Linked DNA regions of Zea mays: region 1 is linked to region 2. The links are chromatin contacts, called in public Hi-C maps. All regions are on one chromosome and are shown on one strand. Each heading gives the region's core, a stretch centred on a gene start, on an enhancer-like site or on the middle of the called end of the contact. The rest is flanking DNA. Distances are from core to core; before and after follow the strand shown. Region 1 holds the start of LOC100281697 (ubiquinone biosynthesis protein ubiB). Region 2 holds the start of LOC100285581.

Evidence for each region. Hi-C and Micro-C count contacts between places; a contact is called where the count stands out from the background.
Region 1: a Hi-C map of endosperm shows a contact between it and region 2, with 3 times the contacts expected there. The contact joins the promoter of LOC100281697 here to the promoter of LOC100285581 in region 2. A contact is called at or near these places in 5 of 25 Hi-C or Micro-C datasets (ear, endosperm, leaf and 1 more).

Annotation. Positions count from the first base shown.
Region 1 is chr7:44,748,526-44,752,200 of Zm-B73-REFERENCE-NAM-5.0, reverse strand. It overlaps LOC100281697 (ubiquinone biosynthesis protein ubiB), which reads left to right and starts at 2,274. Exons shown (of 13, transcript NM_001154617.2): 1 at 2,274-2,521; 2 at 3,131-3,374; 3 at 3,444-3,485. The coding sequence starts at 2,361.
Region 2 is chr7:44,507,770-44,511,733 of Zm-B73-REFERENCE-NAM-5.0, reverse strand. It overlaps LOC100285581, which reads right to left and starts at 2,637. Exons shown (of 14, transcript NM_001158472.2): 1 at 2,500-2,637; 2 at 2,161-2,251; 3 at 1,865-2,066; 4 at 1,654-1,728; 5 at 1,470-1,571; 6 at 1,231-1,271. The coding sequence starts at 2,193.

The DNA.
Region 1 (3,675 bases), core at 1,025-3,524, 240 kb before region 2:
GATGAGAGACATGCACAAGAGGAGCAGTGAGCAGGAGAAGTCGACATCGATGATGTACCTTTACCAATTAAAGAAAGTTTAAATGAAAATGCACTCATCATGGTTCAACAATAGGAAGCAGAACACTATTTACATGATATTTGTAAGCAGAGCACTCCTTATATTAACTCCATTTCATGTTGGGAGTCAGTAGAACTTGACTGCATACATAGAATATAAGAAGAAACGACAGGTACTCTCTACATTTCATTTAGCCTGGACGTAATACCATTATTCAAAAAACAAGAAAGTTTCATCTGCTGCATTTAGTGATAGGAAGCAGAACACTATTTACAGGCTAGAGAATAAGATTCAAGAAAGAGAGGGATTTTACTATTGGAGAGTTTAATTAGTTATTCACATGACACAATAGAACTACGAAGAATATAAATAAGCACAAATCTGATTTTACCCATTTGTAGCAGTGTTAATCATTTAGCTCGGAAATAACAACCGGAAAGTAATCAACAAAGTTTGCTTGTGAATTGGCACATTCTAATCTATCTATCTGCTGCATTTAGTGATAGGAAGAAGAACACTATTTACAGGTCAGAGAATAAGATTCAAGAAAGAGAGGGATTTTACTATTGGAGAGTTTAATTAGTTATTCACATGACACAATATAACTACGAAGAATATAAATAAGCACAAATCTGATTTTACCCATTTGTAGCAGTGTTAATCATTTAGCTCGGAAATCACAACCGAAAAGTAATAAACAAAGTTTGCTTGTGAATTGGCACATTCTAATCTATCTATCTGCTGCATTTAGTGATAGGAAGTAGAACACTATTTACAGGTCCGAGAATAAGATTCAAGAAAGAGAGGGATTTTACTGTTGGAGAGTTTAATTAGTTATTCACATGACACAATAGAACTACGAAGAATATAAATAAGCACAAATCTAATTTTACCCATTTGTAGCAGTATTAATCATTTAGCTCGTAAATAACAACCGGAAAGTAATCAACAAAGTTTGCTTGTGAATTGGCACATTCTAATATATCTAATTAACAATTTACATCATACCTTTCATCGATTAAAAGAAATGGATGTATGTATGGGTGTTAACTCGATCTGGGGGTAGGGATTGGGATGGCGGCATCGTACCTTGCACCGAGTTAGCAGAAACAGAAGCTGTACATGAGGCTGCACTACAAATTAAAAGCAATACCTTGCCGGAGATGAGAGACATGCATAAGAGGAGCAGTGAGCAGGAGAAGCCGACAATGGTGATGTGGTCGGAGTCGCGGTATAGCAACCTGACTCTGGTGTACACGCGTGCTCGGACGACATAGAGTTCCCAAATGCTCACCATTTATCTTCATCGAATATGTGCTGACCTAGGCGAAGTGGAGGTCGTGGGGAGGAAGCATGCAAGAGTGGACATTGTGGGGACTGAGGAGGGGGAGTCGGTTGCACGACCTGCGCAGGGAGTGGGGACGGTGGAGACCGCATGAATGGGGAAGGCCACCAACGGGAGAGGCGCGACCGATGGGGCGGTGGAGTGTAGGTTGTCCGCCTGCGGGAGATCGACTGCTCTGCCGCGCGGTGAAAGCTGGCAAACGGCGGGGACGCTGGAGGCCACGGGTGGAAGTTGGCAAGCGGTGGCAAGCGGCGGCCGGGACGCTGCAGACCGCGGCTGGCGGCTGGCAAGCGAGAGGGGCGCTGGAGACCGCGGTGGCAAGCGGCGGGGGCGGCCGGGACGCTGCGTGCCTGATGGCTGGCGGCTGGCAAGCGGCGGGGTGCTGAAGATTAGGATTTTTGGATTTGCCGTATGTCATGGGCCGCGGGTGCGGGATCGGACGGGATCGGACGACGGGATCGGACGGCTGAGATTGTTTACACGATAGAATGGACGGCTGAGATCGCAGAATGACAGAACGACAGGCTACCCTTACTGTCTTAATAAGTAGTAGAGATAAAGATTTTTTATTGAACTGCTTCGTGATGAAGTTTATTGAGCAGAATTTGAATTTGTGGTGCAGTTGGTTGTGCATTACTGCATTGCATCCAGTAAAAAAACTACAGCTCAACCAAATTTAGCCGAGCGGAGACGCACAAGCCGGCGTGGGCTGCATTACACGAGACGATCAACAAGGGCAGCGGCCCAGCAGCAACGAACCACCGCACAAGCGCCAGGCCGCCAGCTCGCACTCTGGTCCAGCCACGCGGCGCCGCTGCCACCTTCCTCTCACCGTGTACGTCTTCGGCGTACACGTCTCTCTCTCTCTCTCTCCTCCCCTAAACCCTACGCTGCCCTTCTTTCCCTCCCCGTCTCTCCCTCCCGTGCGGGCGGCGGAGCTGATGAGATCCCGGCCATGGCGGGCCCCACCTCGCGGCTCCTCATCCTCGCCCGCCGCGCCGACCGACGCAGATGCCTCCCTTTTCTCGTTCCCCGCGCCTTGCAGGCCGCCCCCCCGACCTTTTCTCCGGCGTTGCCGCTACCTCCCTGCCTCCCCGCCTCAACGCCGGTGATGAGGTAACGACAGTCCACAGGCTAATCTCACCTACCGGTCACCACGGCGTAACCCTAGGTCACAGTTCCGTTTTGAACCTATTTTGAATCGCACGACTCGTTTCAGCTCGAGACATAATGCAGGGTTGGACCAGCTTCGCGTCTGCCGCGCACTAGGTTTGCGGTTTTGGAATTTGCTAGTTGTAATTGTACCATGCGCCAATCAATCATTCAATTTTTGATTCACTTTGATAGTATAAAATGTTTTGGATTAAAAGAACAGTGTGCCATGCCAGGTCGTCTTAAGTGCCTACTGTGTTATTTTTGTGTGTAGAGACAGTATATAAAGTTTTACAGAACTCCGAAATGGCATTGTGTTACTCAATTATCACTGAGAAGCATACTGAACTAATCTAGCTTAAATAAACTCTTAATTACAATTCAGGAGGAAGGATATTTGGTTAAGTAGTCTATGAAATTAGATAAATTGGCTTTTCTATTTGAGAAAATATTTTATTTTAATGATTTTTGCAGGTTTCACTGAGCCAGCAAAGCATGTTGAAATTTGAATAATTTTAATGTTATTTATTTGCAGAAATTATGTTTAGGTGGTTTATTTTTTTTTATTTGTAGCTATTCAAGTGCATTTACAAGTGTACATGGAGAGAGGCCTTCATCAGAATATGCAAAGATCAGGAAGGAGTCACTGGAAACCCAGTTTGGAAGAATATTGGGTTCAAGTTCACGCAGGCATTTTGCTGACCGTGGCTTTGGTCCATTCCTTGCTCTATACAGGGCTGCTACTATCTCCTTTCATGTTGTAAAACTCACTATTTGGCATTTGTTGCTCAATGATATGCATAAAAGAGCAGAAAAGGTAGTTTTCCTGACTTTGTTGGTGGAGGAACTGAGCATCATGTCTCTGATTATCATTTCCTTATTTCAGTTTCGAGAGACCTTGATACGCTTGGGTCCTTTTTATATCAAGGTATGCCGATTGAAATAGATCTGTAGAATGTAGCACCGATCTTTTCTATTAAATTTTGATGCTTAACTTTTCAGTATGTCTCCTTGTTAAGGTGGAAGCAACATCAATGTAACATGTCTTATGACCATCAAAATCACTGCAGCTATCACTATGGTTTTGTGACATGATTGTTATCATCCTTAAGCATCTG
Region 2 (3,964 bases), core at 1,388-3,887:
ATGCCCCATGTGTGATCAAGCCCAAGAGACAATTCAGCACCTCCTTATTGCGTGCATTTTTGCCCGTCAATTTTGGCACAAAGTTCTTGTTGTTTTTGGCTTGGGGCACCTCACTCCGGCAGCTGATGAGGAGTCTTTTGCAGACTGGTGGGGAAAAGTGAGCCTAAGGGTTATCAAGACCAGGAAAACGGGCTTAAATCTTTGATCATCCTGGGAGCTTGGTGCCTATGGCTTCAGAGAAACAGAGCAGTGTTTCATGAGGAGTCTCCATCCTTACCTAGAATTTTTAGATGTTTCTTAGATGAGTGTGTTAGCTGGGCAATAGCAGGAGCTAAGGAGCTTAAGAGCCTTGGCTTAGTTGCAGCTCTGGGCGAGGTCGGGTCAAGTTACGGTACCGATTTGTAATTCCCTTCGGGTTTATGTAGGGTCCTTGGGAGACTTGCTCAGCAACATCTCCTTTTTGTAAGGTTTTTATTCCTCTTTAATATATAAGATGCGCAGTTCTCCTGCGCGTTCGATAAAAAACACTCACTCAGAAAAATGGATACCATACATGATAAAGGTCACTCATTTCATACTTAAACTCAAACATGGCTACAAGGATAGTTATAGTATTCATGTGAAGTGACATTAGGCAACATGTGGTATAATATGGTAAAACATAATTGTATCAAGTGGGATGTTAGTACTTTAATATCATGGAGTACCCTACACAGATTTAGGCTGGTCGGTTGCTAATCAGTAAGCTAGTTAAATGTGTGCAATTCATTCACTAGGTTGAGATGCATAATTCATTTGTGTGAAGCAAATAAAGGTTGGGATGCAACAAATTACATTTACCTTTTCATATTTTTTTAGGATGTTTTTAATTGAAATCAAGACCATTCCCCGCTCTTCACAGATACACAATACATTAACACGCATGGGCTGATGTCCTCGACCACACATGAAGCCTGGACCAGAACACTTCTATTTGAAGTTATCTTAATTTCTTGTAGCAAAATTAACCATTACATTTTCTGACTTAGACTTTCAGCGGCACAAATAAAAGTCAAACTAGAGATCCCAAAGGCTTTATTTTTCCTTACAAAGAATCAGGAGAACAAATAGAATAGAAATAGTTTCTTTGATCAAGGGGCCATCAAAATAGTCATTGAATTGTATTAAACTGAAGTCAAGGACATGAATGATAATTAATGCTGAGAGGTTCTCAAGTGATCAGTAAATTACCCCTCTCCCTCCTGTTGATTCATCGGACAATACAGGGCTTCCTACAAAAAGATGCAAAATTATGAAAAGCAGTAAGAACATATTCAAAGTTGATTGCCTTTTTGAGATATCATCCAATCTTCATTATCACTTTCTACATTGCAGACAAACCAATCAAGGTTGGAAAATTTTAAGAAGCGTACAGATGTAGCACCTAGGGCTTCATGTTGCCTGGTGCTATCAAACAAATGAAAAAATACCTTGAGTTTCAAAGGATGATTCATAAGCTACGGCAACTGTTATCTCCAGTCCCAAGACAGATGCCAGGTTCAGTACTTCTTTCTGTGCTCCAAGAGGATCCACTGACGTAACATGAAGAAACAGGCAAAAGAAGTGAAAAGGTAATCACGCACTAAAGTTGAACCATAGCCAGCAATATCTTACTTGCCCCCATGTTAGTTATGATGCAAACTTTCCGTTCAAAAGCCAAGGGTAGAAGCAAAGACATCCACTCTTTGACTGCATAATGTCATAAAAAGGTGTGTGATTTGGTAATTTGTAAGTCACATAAGCATTAAGAAAGACAACAGGTGTCACCCCCACTGAACAAGAATTGAATCAAGAGCATTAGAAGCAACACTTATCAAAAAGATACCCCGAGGATCGTAGCCTTTGCCTCCTGACACCATAATTCGGTATCGATCCGCCAGAGTTCGCTCTGCCAAACACTCGAGAACTAGGTAATTAAGCTCCTTGACTCTCTGCAGCAACTTATAAGCAGCCATTAGCCTGTCTCCACCAAATCCAGCCCCACAGCCAACATACACTTTATCCCTGTGCCGCCTTGGATTGCTCCGCTGTCCAGAAAAAGTAGTAGCAATCAGATTGAAGCGAGTCAAGGGAACAGGCCATAATCCACATGAGAATTATGAAGTTCTGCAAAGCACTAACCAGCTTCATCACACAGTTTTGAACCTCTTCCATAGTTTCAGCAACTTACTCTAACTTAAGATGTTTCCAATAACAGCATTTGAGGACTCATCTGCAGGTATAGTTCACATGGTTCAGTTGATTAGTGATTTTCACGGCGACAAGGAATCAAACCAATCGAACTGGAAACATAAGGAAATGGATCAGGTTTGTCACCAACTACTGGGATGAAGGATGCGGATAGTAGGGGGGGTGGAGGCTAACAAACAGACAACGCGAATAGCTCGGGGCGTAAAACAGGCGATGGCGCGCCTGAATCAATCGGGTCGGGGCGTCGGGCTATGGGTATGTATGACGTACCCCTTAACTCCCGGCTACGCGTATCTCCGGCAGGGGCGGCGGCCGTGGGACGCCCGACGGCTGTTTGGGCGGAAAGCCGGAAAGGAGAGCGCAAACTCGATTCTCGGCGCTCATACAGACTACAGGAGTAGGGGAGAAAATTTAACACTCCCAACTATATACGGTCCGTTTGGTTGGTTGTACCGGGGAAGAAACTGCATCCACAAATCCTCAAAGCATATTTTGTTTGTTTTACTTCTCTGTATAACCAGGCTGAACGGGTGCAAGAAACAACAGCGAGCCAGGCCCGCCAGAAACTGTCGCTCGGCGCGTACGCGCGCGTGCAGGCGCAGTGCAGCCACGCCCGTACGCATCAGGCTGGCGCCATCCATAAACCAAACATGCGGATAGATTACCAGGTCGTACTAAATAGGCCCATACTAAGTACGACACGGCTTATAGTGATTCGTCACGGTACGGGCACGATTAATATAGTGCCAGTACCGGCATGACAAAAGTTTAGTGTCGTGTTTAGGCTGTCACCCTGGTATGATGGGCTGGCACGAGCACGACACGATTTAGTGACCGGTACGGTTAGACACAACTTAGATCAGCATGTGATTTATAGATGTAATTGTGATATGTGCGTGTGATTATAAATTGTTATTTGTTATGATTTTAAACATAACGAATTCACTTTATAGTGGTAAAATATTCAAGTTTTAAAATTATATATATAATTTCAAAGATTTTCTATATTTTTGAGCTTTTAAAATGAAATATTGTCTGGACTGGCACGTGCACTATTAGGTGTTAATGTCGTATAGTGCCGGCACGACACGATTAGGCACTATAATGTAGTGTCTGGGCGCTGGTTAAGCATTAGTGCCGGCACGACACGACAAAATTATTAATAGTGTCTAATAGTGTTGTACCTAATAGTGTTTTGCCTAATAATACTACTGTCGTGCCGGATCGGGTGGCCTCTTTAGCCATCTGTACTCCCAACGAGTGTTTGCTAGCATATGTACATCCTAATATTTTTTTTCTTTGTTTGCTTGGCATCTTATGGCTACTCGATATAAAAGCAAGGTTAAAGAGAGGGTTATAAAGTTGTGTAGACGTTTTTCTTCCCATTACCATTGAATTAGTATATGCCACGTGGATCTATTGCCAAAATCATATATGTCTCATATGCCCTACCAATTGGAGGAAGCATTTTTTTTCTTATTCAACATTTGCTCGTTAGTTGTGTAGGCTGTTGTCGTTTATCTTTTCGGTGTCGACATGGTCTCTGTCTCCGTTGAATGACCCGGATGTCACATGGCCTATCATTTGGAACAGACACTGAGACACACTTTGCTTTAACAATTTATAATTTTACAGTTGCATAGAAAATATTACGAGAGGAGAGAAGAATTTATTCTTACTCTCATTTTATTATTAAATTACCATCCAATTTCCCACAGGTATTAGATGAAACATG